Linked DNA regions of Ovis aries: region 1 is linked to region 2. A link is a contact called in public Hi-C data. All regions are on one chromosome and are shown on one strand. Each heading gives the region's core, a stretch centred on a gene start, on an enhancer-like site or on the middle of the called end of the contact. The rest is flanking DNA. Distances are from core to core; before and after follow the strand shown.

What was found. A called contact is a pair of places that touch in the nucleus more often than the background predicts.
Region 1: a contact with region 2 is called in a Hi-C map of hypothalamus, with 4 times the contacts expected there. The contact joins the enhancer-like site here to the promoter of SHCBP1 in region 2. A contact is called at or near these places in 5 of 16 Hi-C or Micro-C datasets (blood, hypothalamus, liver and 1 more).

Annotation. Positions count from the first base shown.
Region 1 is chr14:14,874,904-14,880,677 of ARS-UI_Ramb_v3.0, forward strand. It overlaps GPT2 (glutamic--pyruvic transaminase 2), which reads left to right. Exons shown (of 12, transcript XM_004014968.6): 6 at 1,461-1,704. Among named protein-coding and RNA genes, the nearest start is that of GPT2, 18 kb to the left of the region's middle. Within about 2 kb of position 4,323, at least 6 of the 54 cell types and tissues checked have an H3K27ac peak or open chromatin away from gene starts, as enhancers often do. A contact at or near this core is called in hypothalamus, where this site is marked.
Region 2 is chr14:14,458,746-14,464,617 of ARS-UI_Ramb_v3.0, forward strand. It overlaps SHCBP1 (SHC binding and spindle associated 1), which reads right to left and starts at 2,118. Exons shown (of 12, transcript XM_042231574.2): 1 at 2,001-2,118. The coding sequence starts at 2,109.

The sequences.
Region 1 (5,774 bases), core at 3,073-5,572, 420 kb after region 2:
GGGCAAGCACACGTGGGGAGGGGCAGTTACCAGCAATGCGCTGGGAGGCAGGTGGGGCCTGAGTCCTGAAGTATTGTTGTCCTAAGAGCCGTGGGAGCCACTGAAGGATCTGAAGCAGACGGAGGGTCATAATTAGATTTGGGTTCTTAAGCTTTAACTGTGGCAGGAGGGAGCAGAGTAGATGTGAGAGTGTTTAGGAGACAAGAGAAGAGGCGGCTTGGGCTGGGCATCAGCCGTGGATAAGGTGAAGAGGGGCTGGTATCAAGGGGTCTATAGGAGAAGGGGCTGAACCTGTGGTCTCAGGTTCACCTGCAGCCTCTGTTCCCTTCCAGCACCCTCCCCACGTGCCCAGTCAGTGCTGGGGGCCATCCACTCACTTGTCCTCCCTACTCAGGGAGCTTGTCCTTTCTGACCCTTCTTTTAATAAGTTATGTTTGTCTGTGTCTCTTGACCTCCAAGGCTCTTGTTTTGGATGTTTATTAAATGATTTTGTCCTTTGCTGAAGCCTCTCAAGTGCATTAAACTCTTCCTTGAGCGCAGGAGGAAACTGAGGCACAGAAAGCTTAGGTGGTCTGCCTGCTGTTAAGAGCCTCTCGAGGCATTGGAGATTCTAGTGTTGGACTCAGGCCCCCAGCCATGGCATCTTCCACTGTAAGCTGCCATCACGGCGCCTCCCTCTTCCCGGAGAAGCCCAGGTATGGGTAGAGGTTCCAGAGGCAGGTGTGGGGAAGAATCTTCAAGATTTAGTGAAAAGAATCAAGCTGTTAACACTGGCATTGTTGTAGCAAGGAAATGAGCCTGAGAAAGGCGCTAAGTCTTCATGTAAGACTTAGAAAAGTAAAACTCACCCAGAAGAGTTTGGACTTATGAATTCAGTGAATTACTGCCACCTCCACTGGTGCCCCACAGGGCTCCCCAGGCCTGTTTCTCAGGAATCCTATGAACTTAGGGCTCATTCAATTCTGGAAACAGCCAGATTGAAGCGCCACCTGGTGTCAGAAGCTGGGTATTTCATCCCATTTTCACACTCCTTTGTTCACTGGTCTTTCCAAGTCTTGGGCTCTGATAAGTTCGTGATTAGACAGATTCCGGGCTGCACCCCAGACATATAGAATGAGTTTCAGGGGTGAGGTCAGAATAATTCTGAGCAGGTATAATTTTGGGGCTACTTCTTTAAAAGATCTCTTTTAAAAATACTAACAGGTATCAAGCCTTTAGGTTCCATGCATTGTGCTAAAAGCTTTAAATCATTTTGCTCATTCCTCGTAGCAGACCTCATTTTACAGAGGAGGAGAGGTAGACTCAGGGGAGTTCAGAAACCTACATGTGGCTGTGCTGAGGGTAGGCACTGGGCGACTGGTGAAAGGCGGGGTTTGGGGTCTTCCAGCTTCTGCCGCTGTTCAGTCCTCGGAGGGTGGAAAGTGGCAGTCGCTCTGTAAGACGTGACTTCTCTGTTGCAGACGATCCTGAAGATCCTGGTCTCCGGGGGTGGCAAGTCACGGACAGGCGTGATGATCCCCATCCCACAGTACCCACTCTACTCAGCGGTCATCTCCGAACTCGATGCCATCCAGGTGAACTATTACCTGGATGAGGACAACTGCTGGGCCCTGAATGTGAACGAGCTCCGGCGGGCCGTGCAGCAAGCCAAAGAGCACTGTAACCCCAAGGTGCTGTGCATCATCAACCCCGGGAACCCCACAGGTCTGTGCTTTACTTCCTCGCCAGTTTCTTGGTGAGCAGGGTGGCTGTGTATTGGCTGTCTGGACACTAAAGAGCTAAGAAATAATGTTTTATTTGCTCCCAGGTTCCTAATCCAACTCCAGATTTGCTAACATAAAACCATAAAGTTGGCCGCCAGCCACCTTAGGAGGTGAACGAATACAGGCCTTTTCCTGGGCAGGGTTGTATGGTAATTAAGACCAGTTCTTTTTCCTGTTCATCCATGTACAAAGAACCTACTCTTTGAGGTCACAGACAAACCATCACCTAATTATAGGCCTAATTTTACCCTTACTCCTACTTGTTTTTCTGAACCAGTTTTTAGATTGCTGGTGTGAGCGTTTTTGTTTTTCTTTGACACAGCATTGCTGTGTAGTTCGAGGCCTGAAAAGGAAATGCCATATTAAAAACAAAAGCAAACCAAAAAAACCTGTTTCCAGAAGTTGGAGAGCACTCCTAATTTTGCACATTTTTCTTCACACAAAAAATGCACAGTCCTGCCTGCCTCGATCTTTCCAGGCTGTTGGCTTCATGTGCCCCAGATGCTATTTGGATGCCGAGAGCAAGGGCTCCTCTCTCCTCCTTTGTTGAGATAAACTGGGTCAGGGCCAAAGCCTGGTGGAGTTGATTGTGGAATCTGCTCCTTGGGAACATCAAATGATGCTTCAATCAGCTGAAAGCTCCACTTGAATTCCTGGGTGCAGAAAATGGGTGCAGCTGCTCGCCTGGTTTATTTACACCGACTGTCTGGGGGAAGGGATGAGGGACCTAACCCAGGGTACTGTAGGAAAATGACAGAGCTGGGTTCTCAATCCTGGCTGCACATTAGAATCAAAGAGGGAGCTTTTAAAAATGCCAAAGGCCAGGCCACACCCTAGAATCTCTGGGGATGGGGCTCAGGCATCAATATTCTGTATAACTGAGGATGAGAAACACTGCCCTTGGATGATGCTTCTAAAACTTCAGCTTGTTAAAAACAAAACTGCTGGGCCCTACATCTAGATATGGTGATATAATTAGGCTGGAGTGGGAGTTGACAGTTTGCATTTCTAACAAGCTCTTGGGTGATGCTGATGCTACTGGCCCCAAACTTGGAGTAGTAGGTCCTATATCTTAGGAAATACTCTGTATACCTAGTTTATATCATAGGCTTGGTAACTTCTTCACCAGAAGCTTACATATATCTTCTTCTGGCTGTCTGGGGAGCAGTAACTGCACCAGAGACTTTCCTATTTGGGGTCAAAGTGGGGGTCATATGAGTGTGATATTAATATAAGCAGTTTTTCAGTAGTCATGTTCGAATGTGAGAGTTGGACCAGAAAGAAGGTTGAGCACTGAAGAATTGGTGTTTTTGAACTGTGGTGCTGGAGAAGACTCTTGAGAGTCCCTTGGACTGTAAGGAGATCAAATAAGTCAATGCTAAAGGAAATCAACCCTGAATATTCATTGGAAGCTGATGCTGAACCTCCAGTACTCTGGCCACCTGATGTGAAGAGCTGACTCATTGGAAAAGACCCTGATGCTGGGCAGGAGGAAAAGGGGGCAACAGAGAATGAGAGGATGAGATGGTTGGATGGCATCACTGAATCAATGGACAAGAGTTTGAGCAAACTCTGGGAGACAGTGAAGAACAGGGAAGCCTGGTGTGTTGCAGTCCATGGGGTTGCAGCAGCCGGACAGGACTAGCGACTGAACTATAACAACAAGCAGTTTTTCTAAAAAATAAGTTACAAGCAGGCTCAGGCTAGTTTTGCTCTCTGAGGTTGTTTTTACTTTCTGGTTGTGATACGCAGCTGTAGGATCTTAGTTCTCTGACCACGGATTGAACTTGGACCCCAGCAGTGAAAGCATCAAGTCTTAACCATTGGACCACCAGGCAGTTCCCCTCTGGGGTCTTAATGTGTGGAAAGCAGCTATTGGAAGATGGAGGATGGAAAATAGAGACCTACCTGTGATCACCATGTATCTCATCTGGACCACACACTGTAACCACTTTGTCTGAAAGGTGTCAAAATGGAGTGGAATATTAGTGGCTAACAAGGCTCTTTGGGGCTCGAGACAGAAACTTACCTTGAGGCTTGAAGGGAGTGGACCTGTGAAGGCCAGGGTAAAGCAGCACACTTGAATTAACGTCGTTGTCATGGGAACCTCAGGCCATGACCCAGCTCTGCTCTGGGCTGAAATCCTCAGGAAGCACCTGTCCTGGGAGTGGCCTTCCGCAGGTCCAGTCAGTGCCCAGCAGCTGAGCGTCCTCCACAGGGAGCCTCACCCCTGGTTTCAACTGAAGCCCCAGGCCAGACTCTCTTGGCCCACACTGGGACACCTGCCTATGCCTGACCTAGTTAAATCACTGAGGCTGATTGGCTGGGTCTGTGTCCCTGGTGGAGTTTAAAGAGAAGTTCCCCTAGGACAGCTGTGTGCTGTTGCTCAGAGAAGGACAGGACGCTAGGCTGGTACAAGCAATAGGTATCCCCATTAGTGTGTGGGACATTCCCTTGGCCCGGCCTCTGGCAAGGGGCACTTGGAAGACCCCTCTGCAGCCTTTGGGGCCTTCAGCAGAGCTGCCTCTTCTCTGTGGTGCGCACATGTCTCCCCCTGCTGGGCACAGGCATGCCCTGCCCTCTGGAGATCATGCGGCTCCTCCTGCTCCACAGGCCTGTTCTGAGTGACTGCTTCGTCCCAGGCCCTGGAGAGGAATAAGCTCTGTCCTTGTCCCACAGTTTGCATCGATCGCATGGGGGATTATTTGTGCACAGCAGGTCTCCTTTCCTCTCCTGAGCCGCGGGCTTCCTGAGGCCCGGCCCTTGCACTCCCCCTGGCATTATGGAGAAGACTCTTGAGAGAGTTCCCTGGACTGCAACGAGATCAAACCAGTTAATCCTAAAGGAAATCAGTCCTGAATATTCATTGGAAGGACTGGTGCTTAAGCTGAAACTCCAATACTTTGGCCACCTGATGCAAAGAACTGACTTTGGAAAAGACCCTGATGCTGGGAAAAATTGAAGGCGGGAGAAGGGGATGACAGAGGATGAGATGGTTGGATGACATCACCGACTTGATGGAGATGAGTTTGAGCAAGCGCTGGGAATTGGTGATGGACAGGGAAGCCTGGCGTGCTGCAGACCGTGAAGTTGCAGAGAGTCGGACACAACTGAGCGACTGAACTAAACTGGCATCATGTTCCCCGCTCACACCTTTTATACTCTGGGTGCTCACACCTTTGCTTGCATTCTAACAGGGTATACTTTGTGGCATTGCAGCCCTGGGAGGGAAGACCAGGAGCATGTGGTAGGCAGGAGAGGCTGCCAGAATGGACAGCCCCTGTCTGTCTATGGGAACAGCAGCTGGTTACTTGTAGCATCGGGGGTGCTGCCCTTCCTAATTCCCAGAGCGTGAGCTTGCTTCATAGGAAGCCTGCTTGGCCTTTGTTTGGCACGGACAGGTTGGTCCCTTAGTAAAGGAACTGGTTGCTTAGATAGTTTAAGTCTGAAATCCTGGCTGAATCATACCATGCTCTTATAAGATACATCAATGTATTTTTCCGAGACTTAGTCTTGTTATTCTTACATGGACAAGAATATGGTTATTTTTATTTTTAACAAAAAGGTAATATATTCTCCATACTGCTTTGCATGAAGGCGTAGATACATATGGCAGTAATACATGTGCACATACGTACTTATGTAGACAGTACATGCATGTAACACCCGTAGGTGCTCATTTACGTCCTTTGTGAGTATCAGCAGGCCTGCCTAGTACTTTTCCAGAAGCTGTGTGAGCAAGTCCACCATCCCAGGGCCTCGGGAAATCTGGGAAAGTGTTCCTTTCCCCACTGAAACCCGCAGTATTTCCTGTGAGCTGATGGTGAATATTTTGCTACTGGCACTGATTTCTCTAAGGTGGATGAAGTGATGAGTCCAGCTCTGAAGGGAGACCCTGGCAGGGATACCATGGGTGCCTGCCAGCGTCCTCAGCGGGCACGGCTCCCACATGGTCGCTGGAGAAGCCAGAGCTGGTAGGCAGGCTCATTCATTCGTTTAGAACTTCTTCCA
Region 2 (5,872 bases), core at 868-3,367:
AAAGAAGTGTGCAACAACCAGCCACACCCTCTCCCCTTTCAGTATAAAGGAAAGCTGAATTCTAACTTTGGCAAGATGGTTCTTTGGGACACTAGTCCACAATCCTCTCGGTCTGCTGGCTTTCCAAATAAAGTCACTATTCCTTGTGCCAACAACTCCTCTCTCAATTTATTGGCCTGTGGTGCAGAGAGCAGGAAGTGAGTTTGGACTTGGCAACAAGATAACCAAGGTGTACACTAGGGTTTCCGGCTCATAGACACCAATATACCTGAGCTTCAGAGGACATCAATACCTTATCAAATGTGTGAAAATCTCTCTGAACCTCGGGAAGATGAAAATAGTATGCCAACTTCAATTAAGAGAATAAACTATTTCATACCATCCATCACATAATATAGATATGTTTTTTAAAGAAATAATACTCCATCTCACACCCATTAGGTGACTATTATCCAAAAAACAATGAGAAGCTACCAAGAAAACAAGTGTTGTTAAAGATGTGGAGAAACAGGAACCCTTGTGGGCTGTTGGTAGGCATGTAAAATGGTATAGCCACTATGGAAAACTTACGGTGATTCTTCAAAAATTTAAAAATAGAATTACCATATTACCCAGCAGTTTGAAGCAGGGTCTCCAAGAGATATTTGTACAGGCATGTTCACAGCTAAAACTATTTAGCTTTAAAAAAGGAAGAGATTTATGATTATGCTGGATGAACATTAGGCAGAGTGAAATAAGCCAGTCAGTCACAGAAAGACAAATACTGTGTAATTCCACTGATATGAGGTACTTAAAAGTAGTCAAAACCATAAAGGCAGAAAGTATAAGGGTAGTTGCCAAGGGCTCGGGAGAGGGGCGAATGTGGAGTTATTATTCAACAGGTACAGAGTTTCAGTTTACAAAACGAGAAGAATCATAGTAACAGATGGTACAGAGTTTCAGTGTACAAGATGAAGAGAGTCATAGTAACAGCTGGTGGTGATGGCTACACAACAATGTGAATGTGTTTAATACCACTTAACTGTACACTTAAAACTGGTTAGGTACTCAGTGGCTAACCAACTCCGCCACCCCATGGTCTGTAGCCTGCCAGGCTCCTCTGTCTATATGATTTTTCAGGCAAGAATCCAAGAGTGGGTTGCCATTTCTTATTCCAGATTATCTTCCCAACCCAGGGACTGAATCCATGTCAAAAATGGTTAAGATGGTAAATTTTACGTTATGTGTGTTCAGAGCCGATCTGAAATACTTTTCACACATTACTTCACTTAATCTTCACCACTCAGCAACACTACTACCTGTTTTGCAGATGAGAAAACTGAAGTCACCTGACTGTTGCCAGATCACAAAGAGGGGTGAGTAGTGGAATTAAGTTCCACTTAACGTTTTCTCACTTCTCCAGGACTCTTGCCACTACACAATACAACTGAAAATGTTAAAGTAAAAGCCTGAACCACCTTAAAATATCAGGGGGGGAAAACGGAGTCTCCAAGAAGAGACAGAAAGGACTGAGAATTAGACCTGGGTTCTATTTTTTTACACTGTGTCACAAATTGGCTCCCCTTCCTCTGGGCACGTCACCTGCTCTCAACGCTCAGTACTGCTCTCTAGGCCAAGCGTCCAATTTCCTTCGGGAAAGGGGGCAGTGGTACGTGATCTCCTTTGAGATGCAAATAAAAATATGCGTCCACTCTAAACACACAAACTCGCGCACAAGGGCGGGGCAGGGCGGGGTGGAGGGACACCCAGACAGCAACAGTAGGGATCCCCGCCCCGCCCCAGTCCCTCCAGTCTCGAGGAAGCTGAGGCCAGATTGGGCGAGGAGGAGAGGTGTCCTGGGTACCTCCCGATTCGACGTCCAGAGAGTGGGTCGGGGCCTCGCCCAGTCACAGCCTCCACCCAGGCCAGCCAGGTCCGGAAGGCCTGCGCCCCAGGCGCCCCCAGCGCTGCCGACACGGTCTGTCGCAGACGGCGGCTCCTCCCGCACGGCGGGTGCTCACCTTTCTCCAGGCGCTCCAGCTCCTCCTCGGCCGCCCACCCAGGAAGCTCGGGCTCCGGCGCCATCGCTTCCGACCCCAGCCCACCACCCGCCAGCAATCCGTCAGCCATTTCAAATTTCCGCGGGCGGCCTCCCTGCCCAGTAATGTGATGACGCAGCCGCTTCTAATTGGATAGTGGGCCGAGGCCCTGGGACCAATTAAAGGAAGGCTGGGGTGGCCCGGGTGTCGGCACGAGCCCCGCCCCCTTCAGTCTCCACCCACCCTGGAGGGGAGTGTCTGGGCGCTGTCTACTGGCCTGGTGGACTGCTGTTGTCGTTGTTGCTCTTTTTGTTTACTGGGGTGAACTTGTATGAAGTTAAATTAGGACATAATTTGGGATAATTTCCAAAAAAATAACAAGCCATACCTGGAGTGGGGTAGAGTGGAAAAGGCACTGGCTTGAGAGTCAAAAAACAGTATTTAGACTTGTTTCTTCCATTATTACCACTTCACCTCTCAGAAGAGCATCTTCAATTCTAATAATATATTGACCTAGATGGTTCCAAACCTTTCACCACCAAAAATCTGTTGCTCTCTGGCTTTCTCTTTCCCCTTCTCTTTCTTTGACTATCTACACAAAGAGGATATTTTCAAAAAATATCAAATTATATTTAGTATGTAAAAGTATGTTTTACCCACATTTATTAATCAACAACAGATATAACCTCCAATGATAATAGCTAACATTTATTGAGTACTGTGTGCAAGACACCTTTCTGCATATTTTACCTACAGTGTCTTATTCAATCTTCAAAAACTATCCTGTGAGAAAAGAAATTTTACTATTCCCATTTTACAGATGAGGAAGCGGAGTCACCGAGAAAATAAGCAGTGCCCAAGTTAACCCAGCAAAACCGGTATTAGAAACCAGTCAAATTCCTGAATCCACCCTTTAATGGTTCTGCCAGATCATTACTAGTCAGAGTTGAGATGGCCGGCAACGGCAGCGGTTACCAGAACACCAGGAAGGGTGAGACCCACAGAAAGACAAGGGCCTGGTCATGACAGTGTCATCACAGGGAAGGCATTTCCACTTAATGCCTTTAAGGAAAACCTTGGGCTAAAGTCTCTCAGATCCCTCACAGCTGAAATGAAATGGAACCGAAGAGGTGACTATAAAAACCTGCACTTAATTCAGCTAGCTTTTCCAGAAAACAAGATTTCTTTGACTCTCATATACAGAGTCTGACCTTCCATTTATTTGTCCACTGAATGAATATTTATTGAGCACCACGAGGGGGAAACACATAAAACAATAAAATCAAGACTAGCATCAGGCCTTGAAGACTAAGTTATCTTTCTCATAAGTCTCCTTTTAACCCTACTGCCACAAACCCCACAAGTGGAGGGATTTCTACTCACCCACCCCTGTCTGTGCTGGAGACAACATAGTTCTCTCCTTGTTCAATTACAGAATATTTCATCACCCATCAAGATATTGCTTCTGGGAAAAATCTTGGAAATGAACATGTAGCCACAGAGTCAAATGAACACCTGGGTTGCTGCAAACTCCATAAAGGACAAATCATTTATTAAACTGGATACGTTTCCTGTGCAACCTATGCTTGCATGGATTATATGGAAGGTTTTGAGAGCTTTCCCCTAAATGGAGACCTTTCAAGAGCACACATGTCTTAGGAGTTTGCTTTCCCTGCCCTCTCCCCCTTATCCTGATGAAAGGGTTTTTTAATTCTTTTTTTCCAATCTCTCCATCTGCAGCCCATCTCAGCCTTCCATCTGCCTTAGGTGGAGTGGCACCCATTATTCCCAGTCTTTTTTATATCTTCAGTCTCCTTTTCGGCACTAGGTCCTTAGACTCTGTCTACACAGGGGCTCAAAACTTACTGACCTCTCCTAGAAACTTCCAAAGCCCAACTGAAGTCTTGAGATATTACCTCTGTACTTTGCTTCTGGATAGCACCAAGTCATTCCTGTTGCAGCAAAACAGAAATGAGTGAACAGCCTGTGGCACATACCAGCCAAACAGGCCTACAAGAGTTAAACAGTCTTGGTTAGACTTTAGCTGTTACTATCAACAAACACTTGTAGCTGGACTTGTCCTTCACAAAGAAAATTACTCTCTGACTCCATATAGATTTATATTTGCACCTGGCATTCGTGTCCTCCTACACTCTCTTGTAGCATTCAGCATGTCAAAAAGAAGGACATAGGCGGATAACTTCAGGTCACCAGACCTGGTTGTTGAGTTGCCTGATGCCAGCTGTGGCCATTTTGAAACCTTACAAAAGAAAGAAAGAAAAGAAAGCACAGACTTCCAAGAGGATATAAACCTCTCCTTATTCCTGAGATGGAGAAGGCAATGGCACCCCACTCCAGTACTCTTGCCTGGAAAATCCCATGGATGGAGGAGCCTGGTGGGCTGCAGTCCATGGGGTCACTGAGAGTCGGACACGACTGAGCGACTTCACTTTCACTTTTATGCATTGGAGAAGGAAATGGCAACCCAATCCAGTGTTCTTGCCTGGAGAATCCCAGGCATGGGAGCCTGGTGGGCTGCCGTCTATGGGGTTGCACAGAGTCAGACACGACTGAAGTGACTTAGCAGTAGCAGTATTCCTGAGAAGGGGGCCACGGTTGCTTGAGGCCTTAGCCTGCTGTGTTTTCCTTTTGCCTGGCAAAAATAATAAAGCTACTCCTTCCTATTTCCTCCAAACTCTGTCTCCATATTTCTATTTGGCATCAGTAGACAGGGAACCAAGATTTTGGCATTTTCTCTCCTGCTTCCTTACTGGCCAGTAGCTTCCCCCAGAGGCCCACTGTCCCCCGTGCCCTTCGGCCTCCGCCCGCAGCAGCACTCATGGTCCAGCACGCCCGCTCCACTGTCTTTCCTCCGGTGGCCTCCGGGCCCTCCCTGTTCTGGTCCTCCCTGCCTCATTCCTCTTCCTCCGCCCCAGATTCCTGAACACAGAGGTCTCCCAAGGACAATGTCCTGAGTCTGTCTTCCTCAGGAGGTAACTCAAGTGAGTGAAGAAGGCAATATGTGGACTCTAGCACTCACTTCAAGCTCATAGGAAAGCGCATGTGCTGATTCACTTGACAAATAATAAATATAGAGAGTATAGACTGTGTGCCAGACACTGCTCTAGGCTCGGGAAGCAGGGGCAAAGAGGACAGACAAGGTCCTGCCTGCATGGCGTTCACAGCCTAGGGAGACACACAACAGACAAAAAAAATTCAATTGATAAGCAAAATTCAATTATGAAAGATACTACTAATAAAATAAAATTCAGTGATGTGATAGAGAATGATGAATGGAGAAGACAGATTCAGAATTTTATGTGAAAATGCCTGACTTTAAGCTGTTAGCAACTTAAAAAATTTTTTTAAGGTTTTTTTTAATGTAGACCATTTTACAAGTCTTTATTGAATTTGTTACAATATGGCTTCCGTTTTATGTTTTTTGGTTTTTCGGCTGCAAGGCATGTTCAATCTTAGCTCCCCGACCAGGGATTGAACCCGCACCCCCTCCTTTGGAAGGTAAAGTCCTAATCACTGGACCTCCAGGGAAGTCCCACAACTTTTTAAAATGTAGACACTATGCAACCCTGAAAAACCTTATTTCCTAGACAAAATTTGGCCCACAGCCCACTAGACTGGAACCTGTCTTCTAGCCCCAAGCTCTCAAAGTATAGTGCAGGGACCAGGAGCTTGTTAGAAATGCAGTTTCTCCCCTATCCCCAGATCTACTGGATTGGAATCTGTGTTTCAGGAAGAACCCCAGTCCTCAAGCATCATTCATATTTGCTACAAAGATCTTCGGACCTGAGTTCTCTACTGTGGCTATTTCAGTTTTCATTTCCTGCTGAAAAATT